Regions from separate parts of the Anas platyrhynchos genome. Here region 2 is linked to region 1. Evidence: chromatin contacts called from public Hi-C data. All regions are on one chromosome and are shown on one strand. Each heading gives the region's core, a stretch centred on a gene start, on an enhancer-like site or on the middle of the called end of the contact. The rest is flanking DNA. Distances are from core to core; before and after follow the strand shown.

Region 1 (6,736 bases), core at 509-3,008:
TAATGTAAAGCCTTTTCTCCATTTTCCCCTGTTCTCCCACAAGTATGTCAGTATGTATTCTTACACTTACTTTCTTCTGCTTCGGTGATAATGTTTTGAAAGATTTTAGGTTTATGTATTTAAATTTAAAAAGCACGTGCACAAAGCCGAGCATAGATAGATACTTCAGAGCGTTAGCAGTTTTCTGCATCTTTTTGATCAGGGTTGTGTGTTACAGGAAAGTGAGGATAAAGCAATGCGCAAACTAGAGCGGAGTGGCAGAGATCTCACTGAAGAGCTGTTTTAGAACCCACTGCCATTTGTTGTTTTTCTAGACAAACTAAATCCTTGGCTCCTCTGTTGAGACAGAGACTGTGGGTGAACTCCCAACAATCTAGCTGTATTTGGATCTTGTGTAATTTAATCTTCTCTTTCTGTATTATGGAACAGTAACAGAGGGGAATTGTGTAAGATCAGAATCAGCATATTCTGTGTTTTGCTGGCCCTTGTAGTACAACCTGATATTTTCCTTGACACCTGGGGAAGGGTGGTATATGAGGACTGCTAATTCTTGATTTTTTTACACTGCATTATGCTCAAGTATTTGTAGTGTTCTAACAGTGTTGCAATCACCGTGTTTCACGTTAACATACTGGTTTTTAACTGTTGGCAAAGATTTGAAAAATGCAAGAGTACCTTCCAGGTTTATGGCACTACCTTGGCAGTGCTCTGACTCCTGTTGAATTAAGGAATGAAAGAGCTGAACCCCGAGTCTCCTGTAGTACAAACTGCTGCAGTAGGCCACATTCTGACTTGAAAAAGTTATATGAATTCTACATATTTTTTTATGTTCCATAGAATTCAATACGTCACAATCTCTCTCTGAATCGTTATTTCATCAAAGTACCACGTTCCCAGGAAGAACCAGGCAAAGGCTCATTCTGGAGGATAGACCCTGCCTCTGAAAGCAAATTAATAGAGCAGGCTTTTAGGAAAAGGCGGCCTAGGGGAGTACCTTGCTTTAGAACCCCTCTGGGACCACTCTCTTCTAGGTAAGGAAAAACAGATGAACAAAAAGACTATGGCTGTTGTTTAATCTTCAGGCTGATACAGACTTGATAGTTTTGGATACAGTCACAAGTTCAGTAATTTAATTTCATCCAGACTCATTATTTGAATTCTGTATGATTTACGAGGAGGCTGCCAAAACACTAGGTTTGTTTTTATTGATTATTTTCAGTATTAAAGAACTGACTCAATTTACATAACTAACTGTCAGATTGTTAATGTAAGCAAGTCTTGCTGTACCTTTGGGTTGTGTTGTTGTTTTTCTTTTTTTTTTTAACAGAATTATAATTTTAATTTCTAACTGCCATTTAAACTGCACTTTAAATCAGCAAAGAAAATTATCAAAAAACAGTTACCGTTGTGTTGAACTTAGAAATTACAAGTATGCATCTATGTTCAAGCAGAATTTGATGGGAAAATACAAGGGTTTTACTTACTCCCTTTGTGAAGTTATGGCCTTTCTACTGGTGTATTTTTTTTGGCTTGCCCTTTAGACAGATTTGCTCACCATCTTTCTCCACCAGAAGAAATGTTCATGTTTCACAGATTGTGTAGAGAGTCACATTAAGAAGGCATCCAGCCACTTCTGTTCCATTAACTATACCTGAAGTTTGCTTTTTAAATCCTGTTCTTGTTTAACAAAAGCTTTTTAAAAGATCATCAAAACTGCTTTGGGTTGTAACTGTACTTGCCAGAAGGCAGAGGTGCCCTCCTGTGGGCAGTGTGTGTTACAGTCTCTGTAGAGGAAGGTCACTGTCTGTCACAGTTCAGAAGTTAAAACACATCAGCTGCTGCTTTCATTTTTAAATGCAGAAGTGCCCCAGCCTCTCCTAATCACTCTGGAGTGTTGTCTGCACACTCCAGTGGAGTCCAGACCCCCGAGAGTCTGTCCCGGGAAGGATCTCCAGTCCCAATGGAACCTGAGCCTAGTGCTATCCAGCCAAAACTAGCGGTAATACAAGAAGCACGATTTGCACAGAGTGCCCCAGGTGAGGAATCCTGAAATAAGCGTTTGGGGGTTGGAGATGGGAGAGGGCTAATATATAATACAAGTGTGTGTGTGTATGTGTATATATATTTATATGCACGCACTACCAAGATTTCACAAGTACACCAAAAATCAGTAAAAATATTTAAGCCCTTCACATTTAGAGCAATCACTGTAAAGCATGTAAACATAGCAGGTAAACAGCTTTTTGCAGACATAGAGGCTGCATTATCTGTGTGTATCAGAACCCTTAATGGCTTTATTATTAAGCAGGGATTGTGCTTCTGTCCTGTATAGGACTGTACTGTCTTGCAATACTTGTCACTTCCTTTGGATACAACATATTCTTTCTGGTTTAGAAAAATAAATACATTAACTGGGGGGTTACAGAAATAAGCAAATATCTGACATACATCTGTGGTCATTTCAACCTTTCAATGCTGGGGAGTGAAAGAGTTGCAAGGCTAAAGAGAGAGAACAAATATGCATGATAAGAATTTTCCTTTTTTTTAAACATGAACAAAAAAAAACAACAAACAAAAAAGCAAGGGCAAGGTGTGATGGAATACATATTTATTTGTTTAGATGATATACTTTTGCCATCCATTTTGTTGGTGATGCACCTGGAAGAGTAGCAGTGACCATTCTGTGACAAAGGCAACCAGTCCTTAGCAGAGACCGTGCATCCCCAGCCTAGGAAGCTGGGAGTTCTGCCACCGCAGAGGTCCTTCACACAGTACATGAAGCACACTTTAATTCCCATCTACGGAAGGCAGTTTTACCGAATGAATATTAAGCATAGCTTTGGCAGTACAGTTGCATTTGCAGGGGCATGGCAAGGGGGCTTTTGCCGAAATGGTTACAGCTTGTACCGAGCTAATCCAGCACTGAATGCCATGTGGCATGATCTTCATTATCCATTTTTATCTTTTGGATCACTCAGGCATTAATGAAGAAGGTTGTTAATCTTATGAGGCTTTAACATTAAGTTAAAAGAATGACTGACTTAAATTAAATAATTAAAATTAGCAGCCTAATTTTTGTCTCTTTCTTGATAGGATCACCTCTATCTAGCCAACCAGTTTTAATTACTGTACAACGGCAGCTACCACAAACTATTAAACCCGTCACCTACACTGTTGCAACTCCTGTGACAACATCAACATCCCAGCAGCCTGTAGTTCAGACAGTTCATGTTGTTCACCAGATACCAGCTGTGTCTGTCACAAACGTGACTGGATTAGCACCAGCAAACACTTACACTGTAGCTGGACAGGCAGTAGTCACGCAAGCTGCGATGGTAACCCAGCCCAAGGTAGAACCTCAAGAGAATGGAGACCACAAGGAAGTAAAAGGTGAGAACCTGGGGGGTTAGTTGCTGTGGGAGGTCTTTATATGGAAGGATTATTATTTGAAATTTACTTCCAGTTTGAAGTGTAGTACTTGAAATGCATCGTAATTCCTCATGCATCTTGGAGCTAGTAATTAAACAGTATGCATCTGCACTGAGTAGTGAAGTAAAACTACTTTCCTGTAGTAAAAGTAAATGAATTTTTAATGTGTTCTTGTCTTTACCAATGTTTTATCATCTGTTTTTCAGTTAAAGTGGAGCCTATACCTGCTATTAGTCATGCTACAATAGGAGCTGCTAGTCGTATCATTCAGACATCTCAGACCACCCCCTTACAGACAGTTACCATAGTGCAACAGGCACCTCTAGGTCAACACCAGCTACCAATAAAAACTGTAACACAGAACGGAACGCACATAGTACCTATCACCACTGCGATCCAAGGACAGGGCAACGCTGGTATGTATTGTGCCAAGATGTTCTGTTGCTTTGCAAAAGTGGTCGCTGCTGAATTTTTGAAATGTTCTCGTGTATTTTGTAGTTGTACTGAAAACTAAGTTGTACAGAAAATTTTGATTACGGTCTTGTATGAGTTTGTTCTCTCCCTCTTGGTAAGAACCAGCATTTCTCTTCAATGATGATTACTTGAAGAGCTATTTATTCTCTTGTAGTCATTACAGTGATGTGTTTAGTGGTGACCAACCTCTCATCATTAAACCCAGGATATAAACAAGTTTTAAAAGAAGTTCCTGTAAGACAATGCCATTAAAATGGTAACTGCTCCCCAGATGATTTGTCAAGAACCAACCAGCAAGAAGGCAGGACAGACTGGCTTTTTGAGCAGTTATCTTTTTCTTCTGTTGCTATTGAACCTGTACAAGAGCAAGGCACTAAAGTGAAGGAGAATTCTCCAAGATTTTGAGATTCTTATTCTGTCTGCATACCCTCTTTCCCCTCTCAGATTCAGTGGTCTAACTGGGTAGCAGTATTTCTATCACAATTTTAATTGTTCAGGATTTATCATAACTTAAACAGATGTATTCAGTTTTGTTTGCTCTGCAGGTGCATAGAGATTGTTTCAGCAGTTTCACTTTGAGATGTTATCTGATGCTGCAGTAGCTTTTTTGTTATAGAGTATGCTTATGGAAATTGATATAAGATAGCCTAAAACTATTTCTACATGTATTTCTGCTCTAAAATCTTGATAATGGAGTAAATTATTTGTTTTGTTTCCTTTTTACTCTTTTTCCATCTCTGATGTTGGTTCTCCTACTAAAGTTCAATATTTATAGGTCAGTGTTCTGCCTCCTTCCACTTCATTTTAGTGTAAGTAAAGCAAAAGCAGTTACTGCCAGACCTGATATGCACCTTTTTTGTTCAGAATTGAGCTGAGAGTCACGTGAAACTATTTCTGAAGTATTTGTTCTACAAATGCATACTAAATACAAAACCGTTTGCTTACTTGCCCTCGTGATATTCCAGGTATTCTCTAGGATAGTTTACTAAGAACAAATATAACAACTTCTTTTTGTACATCTCACATTTCAGCTCCTGCAAAGCTGTGGTGCTCAGGAAAGGGAACTTGTGTGTGAAAAGCAGGTAGATTGATAATGTTTAGATAAAGTTTCTTGAAATGCAATGAACAAATTAATATGTTAGTATTTTGTATTTGAAATTTAAATGAAACTGACATTTGAATAGTTGGTTTAATAAAGTCAGAGTTGATAGTGAGAAACAGACTCCTGTCAAGCAGAGGGAAAGAACCCTTGGATGTCTCAGAAGATCGAGGGGACTGCACTTGCCTGTTAGTGGTGACTGGTGCACTGTTTTGTCCATGTAACGACAAAGATTACAAAGATTAAGATCTGGCGTAGCACGTTTGAGCTATGTACATCTCTGTCAGTGTAGTTCAGTTGTACTCTTGAATCTAATCAGGTCATTTCCCAACCTTTCTTGTAAGGAAAAAGGCAGTGGTCTAACACTTTGGGTAAGTGCCTATCTGTCAAAAAAGAATTGATGCTTGAGTTGTCTGCATCTCCTGGTGGTGTGAGTTGCACAGGTTTTGTTTAATAACTTGTGGCTGGAGGTGAGTGTGGCGTGGTGCTGCTCTCCTTCCCAGCCAAACATTCTGCAATGATCCGTAGACATGGCCAGACCTCCTCAAAGGGGATCTTGATTTCCCTTCCCAGTTCTGTCACAAATTACTGCGTAGATTGGCTTTAAATCATTTAATATTTGTCTGTCTTTAGCTCCACATTAACAAAACTGAGATACTTTCCCTTTCTCCCACCTTTGTCTGTACCTGTATGGTTGCTGAGTGATTTAGAGCAATGTCTTTCAGATTTGTACAAAGGTTAAATGACAGGACCTGAATCTCAACTGGGATTGCTGATACCCACCATAGTACAAAGAAAAGAACTCATCATTTTGATGAAAATGCAAATTTGATTTCAGTATCATCTGTTTTGACAAGGATTAGGGTGCTGAAATTTCTATTATCTTTTTGCAGCTGCTGCAAGTCCTTTGCATATGTTAGCAACCCATGCGTCCGCATCGGCATCTCTTCCAACAAAGCGCCAGAACGGAGACCAGTCGGAACAGCAGGAACTCAAACGTATCAAAACAGAAGATGGAGAGAGCATAGTCATAGCAGTTAACGTGGACACCCCGTCTGTGGCAGTGAGCGATAAAGGCAGCCAGAACTAGAAACTTAGAGGAGTTTTCTTTTTTCTTTTTTCCTTTTTTTTTTTAAATAAACTCCATGGTGCCAAAAGGAGACACTTAAATATAACACCTAAAATGTTGGAACATGTTCTCACGCAGTGGGGAAAGGGGCCCTGTGATCAGACTTCAACTTTCAGCACTGAAAAAAACAAAAACAAAAACAAAAAAACAAACAACACAGGTGGCCTTAAAACTTGGTAATTTAAAGTCAAACTGCAAAACATCTTGTTCCAGAGGCTGTGACCCCCGCTCCTCCCTGCCCCCTACTGAACTGTGTACACTGAGAAATACAGTGTTGGGGAGGGCTGCAGCTTTAAAAAATCTTTATCAGATTATTTTAAGGACTGAGTATCTCAGTGTAACGGCAGCATGATAAGCGCTTAGTGTGAACTGGTTTCAAACGATTGTATATTCCTTAAAGGGAACAGAGGCAAGGAGCCATTTCCTACATCTTGGCAGCTAGCCTTTCATAATGACCTACCCGATGCAGTTGTTGGTAGATATGCAGTATTTTGTTGTTCACATGTGGAATTAGAAATTTTTGAGGTGTATTTTCATTTCTTTGCAAAATAATGGGGTCTTTGACATTTCAAATCACTCCATTTCTACTCCGGAAACTTTGGAAT
Region 2 (6,626 bases), core at 490-2,989, 64 kb before region 1:
TTATTTTTAGATAATCAGGAACTTAAAAGCACACAACTTTCAATAGCTTACACAGTAATGTTGTTTGGAATGTAGATCTATACAGATAATAGCTATATTTGTCAAGTAGATTGGAAGAAATAATTATAAAAGCCCCTTAAATAGCCATATTTCTTTGTGAGCATCAGCATCAAATATGTATTGCACATATATGATGGTGAGAGAAGAGGAATTATTGCATATTTTATATGAAAAAGGTGAAATACAAGGGATTATCTTCACATATGTTCATCACAGAGAATTTGTGCAATTCTGAGCAATTCTTATTAAACCCATAATTATACTACAATAATTATTTTAAAGCTTACAGTTCACAATTAACTTTCACTGAAATGAAAATCTGCTGACATACTCCTGTAAATGATTAAACATAATGACCTGTGTTTAAGAACATAGTGTCTTTTTTCTTTTGTTCTTTATTTTCAAGTGAAATCTTTTGATTTTTTTTACCACTATTTACTTTACTTGGGTCAAGTTGCTCAGCAGAGGCAAATAAATGCTTCAATATGCTAGAATCATTTGCTATATGCTCGTCATCCATTAATTCTTAAGCTAACCCATTTGACTTATTATGGTGATTCTATCAAAACTGGCAGTAGAAATAAAATTATTAAAAAATGGCTGGTGCAATTGTCCTCATTGTTTAGATAAAATTACCCAGAAACATTGCTAGGAAATCTGCTTTGTCTTTTTAGTCATTTATTTCAAAATGTAGTATATGGAAGCACTGAGAAACTGGCAGAATGCCTGCTCTGTGTAATGCCTTTGTTATAATACATTGTGACAGCACAGGCTCTACATTTTAAATGTTTAATTATTTTTTTTTTTGGTATAATTTATTTAGTATTTCCCTTTCAACACGTAAGTCAAAATTCAAATATTTCCTGCTGCTCAGGAGAACATTCTAGTTTTGTCCCTGAATCTGGCCTTTCAGAAGGTAAAATAGAGTTTTTGCAGTTCGTACTGGGAAACATCACTTGGAAGAAAAGCATTTTTTTGTTGTTTATAACGCCTTTACTGAAGTTATAAAAGGCAGATTTAAAGTTTTACTGTCATAATACCTTTTTACTGAGTACATAATACCTTTTCCTGAGTACTATTTGATCAGCCGAAACACTGCTGTGTGGCTGTGACACGGCTCGTGAGGTGACGGGTTGCCCACCAGTATAGGACAGAAGCCCAGTGTCACCAGCTGTAACTTGCTTTGTGGCTGCCTCTTGTTACCTCAGCATCCTTAAATTCTAGAATCATTAAGGCTGGAAAAGACTTCCAGGATCATCTGCTACAACCACCCCTTACCACCAATGTCACCCACTGACCCATGTCCCCAAGCACCACGTCCAACCTTGAACTCCCCCAGGGACAGTGAAGCCGCCTTGGGCAACCCGTCCCAACGCCTGACTGCTCTTTCTGAGCAGAAATGTCTCCTCATTTCCAACCTGAACCTCCCCCGGTGCAGCTTGAGGCCATTCCCTCTGGTCCTGTCACAGATACCTGTGAGAGGAACCTGACCCCAGCTCCCCACAGCTTCCTTCAGGTAGCCGTATGCTGTGAGTGGATAGGAGCGTAATTAAGCGCATGCCTTAACATTTTAAACGTGATTTTAACACTTTAGAAGGGAATTTAACGTTTCGGCAGGGATTTTAACCCTCGGAACCGTTGACACCCCGTTATTACCCGATTTATTTCCCCCCAACGAGCCCGGCGCTGAGGGACGGACGCGGCCCCGCCCCGTGCCCCTTCACGGGCGGCCTCTCGTCATCAGCGCGCGCGGGCCCCTGCTCTGGTCACGTGCCCCGCGTTTCCCTGAGGCGCCGAGCGGGCCGCGGGTGAGGGTCGGGGGGGCCCGGCCGGCTCAGGGCCCCCGGCCCGCTCCGCTCTGACTGGAAATTGCCGCCCGGGCGGCCCCTTCCCGCACGGAGCGGCTCGGGGGGATGGGGAGGGAACGGGTGGATCCCTCTTTAGGGCCGGGCCGCCGCGGTTCCCGTCAGCGCGGCCGCCTGGGGCTGGTTTCACCCTCACACAGCCTGGCAGGGCCTTAAAGTCGTGGGAGGGGAGGGCTCGCCGTGGTGGTGCCCGAGGGGGTTGCAGGCGGTCACCCGAGCTCTCGTAACGGCCTCTCCTCCGCTTCTAGGCTCGCCATGTCGCTGCCAACCAAGAGATGCGGAAGGCCCCCGGTGTTGTCGTTTTTGGAAAAGAAAAAGAGAAAGCAGAGCCTGGATAGGAGGAGGGGGAAGACGAGGATCTATGTGGGAAGCCACATCGACCGCTGGCTGACGCTCAAGGAGAAGCTGGACTTCAGGAACGATGCTGAAGTGGCGGGCTTTTTGTTGGACTTGTGAGTAGGCTGTCTCAGTTCTCCTCTGTTTACCAGTCCCAAGTAAATAACGCCTGGCATTAATTTAACACCAGCTGTATGTTTTCTTTATAGGTATGACAGTTACGACCCGTTGTTAAAAGCTCCGATCTGTTCCCTCCCAGGCAGTGTGAGGAGAAAGTGTGTGAGAGACGAAAAAGTGTTGTCAGACAGCACTTCCTTGATAGCAGCTGATGGAACGTTAGTATTATGCTCTCTTTGTGTGTGAATGGGGTAGATTAAATCTCTTTCTTGATAGCATTTAGAAGATGGCAACTGCTTTTAAAGAAGGGGGGTGGGTCATATGCAAGAGAAAACTATACAGCTAATTTCATCAAATTGTATAATTTGGAGACCCTTTGTAGAAGCTTTTCTGTGTTGTATTTGCAGGTATGACAATGATGACCAGCTGTCTAAAGAATCTGCTTGTTCTGAACCTGGAGATTTAAGAATCATCACTGTGAAAGACGAGAGAGAGATGCCACATGATTGCTTGTCAACGGAGATGGATGACACGTTAGTGATGCTATGGGGTTCTATTTGCATGGTTTACATTTGAAAATATTTTGTATGGATTTTAATTTTCACTTTTAATTTTGCTTATTAGAAACTCATGTCATTCATGCTCTAATTTCTTACCTAAAAGCATCTCAGTAGTTAACGGTTGGTCCAGTCTTTGTGAGGCAAGAATCAATGAGAGATTTTGGAAAAGTTTTCTCTTGGAGTACACACAGTAAACTTGCTTGTTCAGTGACTGCCTTCCTTAATCATATATAATTTGTGAGTGGAACAAGAAAATAGCTGCTCTACGTATATTAGTCACTTTAGTAAATAATGAGCCTTCACGGTGATACAGTCTACAGGCACATGTGATTGTAGTGTGTGCTTTAACATTTCTAAAAAGAAAAATGTTTAATTGTTTACTGTTTGAGTAATAATACATACAAAGTGACATGTTAACCTGTTTAAAAATAGTGCTGTGCTCAACGAGGCAACCACACCGTCAGTCGACTGCTGATTTCTTTTACTGCAGTGTCATCAGTCACTAAGGCATTCACAGTTGAGATCAGAGGAGCCTCAAATAGGTATGCTTGTCCATTACTCTTTAGGTTTCAATTATCCACAAGTATTACTGAATAACTGTAATTTCATCCATGTCTTAGTTATCAGACCTTTAAAAATGTATCTTTTAATGTGTGCAGGGGGACACTGAGAACCTAGGACATTACATTGGCATTGCATGATGTGTCCAAACCCTTCGCTAATATGAAGTATGTAATGCATGTAGCATGTTTGTCTGAATCTTGTTTTCCACTGTTCTGTTTTTTTGCGACTTCCCTAATTCTTCTTACTTTTGATTTTAGTAGGTGAACATGTTGGGGTTCTGAAAGCAATTCAGTGGCTCAGAAGAATTCTTGGAAGCTAGGTCAGGAGAACACAAATATCAGTGCTGATGAAGCCGAAAATTTCAAGTGCATTCTTCAAAATAACATTTTTCTCTGGCACTATAGCTTTAGTTTGGAGTGCAGCCAACAATAATTGAATTCCTGGGATGGATTTTATTCAGGTGAGACAGAAACCTTGTTCTTACTTGATTGCTTATTTCTGCCCTTTGAGCTGTGAGAAATAATATGAAAAATTGTTTGGTGTGAGAAAAACTTTTTCATCTGAAAGGTAAGGTATGGGATGCTTCATTACAGACTTATAGTGTGTGCGTGCTAAGATATTAAGTCACACTGATTATGTGAAATGCTGGACAAATGATCAGGCATGTATGCAGTGGTTGTACAAAGCCAAGGCAGCTGTTTGAGAACAAAGAGATTCAAAGAGAAGTAGTACTTTATAGAGCAGATACCTTAGTGCATACCGTGTTGTTCTGTGGAACATTCACCCACAAGAAGTAGTTGTATAGCGTGTCTGTGAGGATAAGAATTCTGTGTTTCAGTCTCTGAACACCGCATCCTCAGTAATGCTTTTGTTTTTCATTCACAGTATACTGATGAGATAGAGTGATAATGTTACTGGAGGATTCTTAGTAGCTGTGGGAAATTCATACAGTGGTCAAGTGATTTGCCTAAAGTCATGTTGGTAGCTGAGCTTGGGTCTTAAAAGTAAGACTAAACTCAATATTAACTCAGTGTTTGTAGATGGATGTGCAAGATTCTTAGCTATTTTAGAAAATACTGGTTTACCTTCTGAAAGGAACAGTAGCTCTGTTGATGGATTTAAAAAAAAAAAATCCAAGAAACCTACACTTCCTGTTGAAGGGTGGAGATGAAGTCAGGTAGCTCCTGCTTTCCAGGCATTTGGGTGTCATGTTTTTCTGTTGCTGTTACTGTTTTGAGGATGGTAGAGTATGTCTTTTCATTTTGTACAGCCGGGAAAGAGCCAGGAAAAGAACAATTTGAAGTACAGTTTCTGCAACAAGTTCTTTTTGAAGGTCCTTTCTTAACAAATTGTGCATTAATGATCATAATCATAAAGTGGCTGTTTTATTTTAGGCCTTTCATCTAGTCTACTAAGTTGGCTAAACACTAGCTGTTGAGGAACTGGAAATAGCGAGTACAATGAGGAAGAACACTTAAATTCACCTGTTTCTTCAGTGGCTTTAATATTTGGTTCGTCTTGTTTTTGGAGTCTTGCCCACTGGTGTTAGCTTTCAGAAGTTGCTCTTGCTGGAGAGAAGTTGTTGGAGAAACGGTGAGGGAGTCAAGTAGTGGGGACTCTGGGATTTCAAGATTCTTGCCAGGTGAACTGGCATTGTATTTTGAGTTCTGGCTATTGTGAAGAGTTGGAATGTTGAAATAACACAGGAAGAAAAGAACACATGGAAATTGCTTTAAAGCATTATTGGCAGGGTGTAGCCAAAGGGAAGTATTACGGAACCATGTCCAGTTAGGTTCCTGAATACATTCAGTTCTTCTATAATGCTTCTTCTGTTACTTACTTTCACCCTACATTTTAAAATTCAGAATACTAACCTAGATCTAACCTATCTAGATTCAAATTGTTTTTCTGGTTTTAATGTAAAAAGTGCAGAACTGTCGAAGCACATAATTGACTATTTTTTGTTTGTTTGTTTGTTTTCTTTAATATTTGTAATTTAATGTAAAGATTGAAGGTTGATTTAAAGTAGTTGAGTGGGGAGTTTTCTTTGTTTTAAAGGAACTGTAGGGGATTTTAGATTATTTTTAAATCTCTGGCACTCAAATATTTCAGTAGTAAAACTCCTTTGGCTGGACTTCTGTTACTGAGATGTTGTCTTGATAGAGCTGGCTTTCCTGGAATTTGATTATTCAATGTATCTTTTACATTCATTAAGAAATAAACCAAGAACAATATATACAAAGAATGCAGATAGAAAATACTCAAAAGTGCCACAGCAGTTGGATGAGGAAGACTGAAACCTGTACAGTGGGTTGGTGTCAGTCACTAGTAAATGCTTAGTTGGGAAGCCCCTTCTTTGAAGTAGACTTCATCTCCAGTTCCTGTCTTCCCTGAAATGGTAGTGACAGCTCCTTTTATAACGATTTTTGCTATGTAGCTTTTCTTACAAGCGAGAGAGTCTGTATTGCAAAAGTTCTCTTAAGTAATCTGTTGTCTGAAAAGCTGTATGGCTGCTGTCCAGACAAGGTAATTGTAAATTGTAATTACCTAGCTTGAAAACAAAATAAACAATCATGAAGAAATGTCCAGCAGAATGTTAATACTGAAGGCTTGCCATGACAACAGTATGAACAGCTCAGTGATGGAAAATAGAGTGGAGTTTCTTAGCAAGCAGGAAAGTAAACCTTTAAATTACATTTTAAAATAAATTAACAAAATAATCTGCTTAACCAGGAGAGCTTCCTGTGTTCTACCAACAAATTGAATTTGAATCCCTTTTTTTCCAAAATTGTTCCGACTAGTCTACGTTTAGATCCTCTGAATATGACTGAAGTATGACACAACAATTCTTGATTGAACTAAAAGACTCTACGTGTATTGGTTTTGGTCTTCAGTATTCATAGTTTGTTTTTAATTACATCAAAAAAACATCAAACAAACAAAAAAGACAAACCACAATCAGTGATTATTTCTCTAATGTAACTTGAAAGTGAATGTAGAACAGTGCTTTTCCTTACAGAACATTGAGTGATTAGTCTAAGACACGGTGCACTTAATTAAGTAGTTGACTATTGTAATGCTAAATGTTGATCTGTATTTTACTCTAATCAAGTCATGTGTATAA

Evidence for each region. A called contact is a pair of places that touch in the nucleus more often than the background predicts.
Region 2: a contact with region 1 is called in a Hi-C map of subcutaneous adipose tissue, with 2.7 times the contacts expected there. The contact joins the promoter of LOC139999102 here to the enhancer-like site in region 1. A contact is called at or near these places in 3 of 8 Hi-C or Micro-C datasets (liver, skeletal muscle and subcutaneous adipose tissue).

The regions. Positions count from the first base shown.
Region 1 is chr19:7,264,918-7,271,653 of IASCAAS_PekinDuck_T2T, reverse strand. It overlaps FOXK2 (forkhead box K2), which reads left to right. Exons shown (of 9, transcript XM_027471475.3): 5 at 838-1,031; 6 at 1,861-2,036; 7 at 3,094-3,390; 8 at 3,636-3,845; 9 at 5,896-6,736. The coding sequence ends at 6,092. Among named protein-coding and RNA genes, the nearest start is that of WDR45B, 27 kb to the right of the region's middle. Within about 2 kb of position 1,758, at least 2 of the 8 cell types and tissues checked have an H3K27ac peak or open chromatin away from gene starts, as enhancers often do. A contact at or near this core is called in subcutaneous adipose tissue, where this site is marked.
Region 2 is chr19:7,328,989-7,335,614 of IASCAAS_PekinDuck_T2T, reverse strand. It overlaps LOC139999102 (zinc finger protein 692-like), which reads left to right and starts at 1,739. Exons shown (of 6, transcript XM_072025843.1): 1 at 1,739-1,868; 2 at 2,174-2,377; 3 at 2,471-2,596; 4 at 2,786-2,911; 5 at 3,760-3,962. The coding sequence starts at 2,181. The coding sequence ends at 3,766.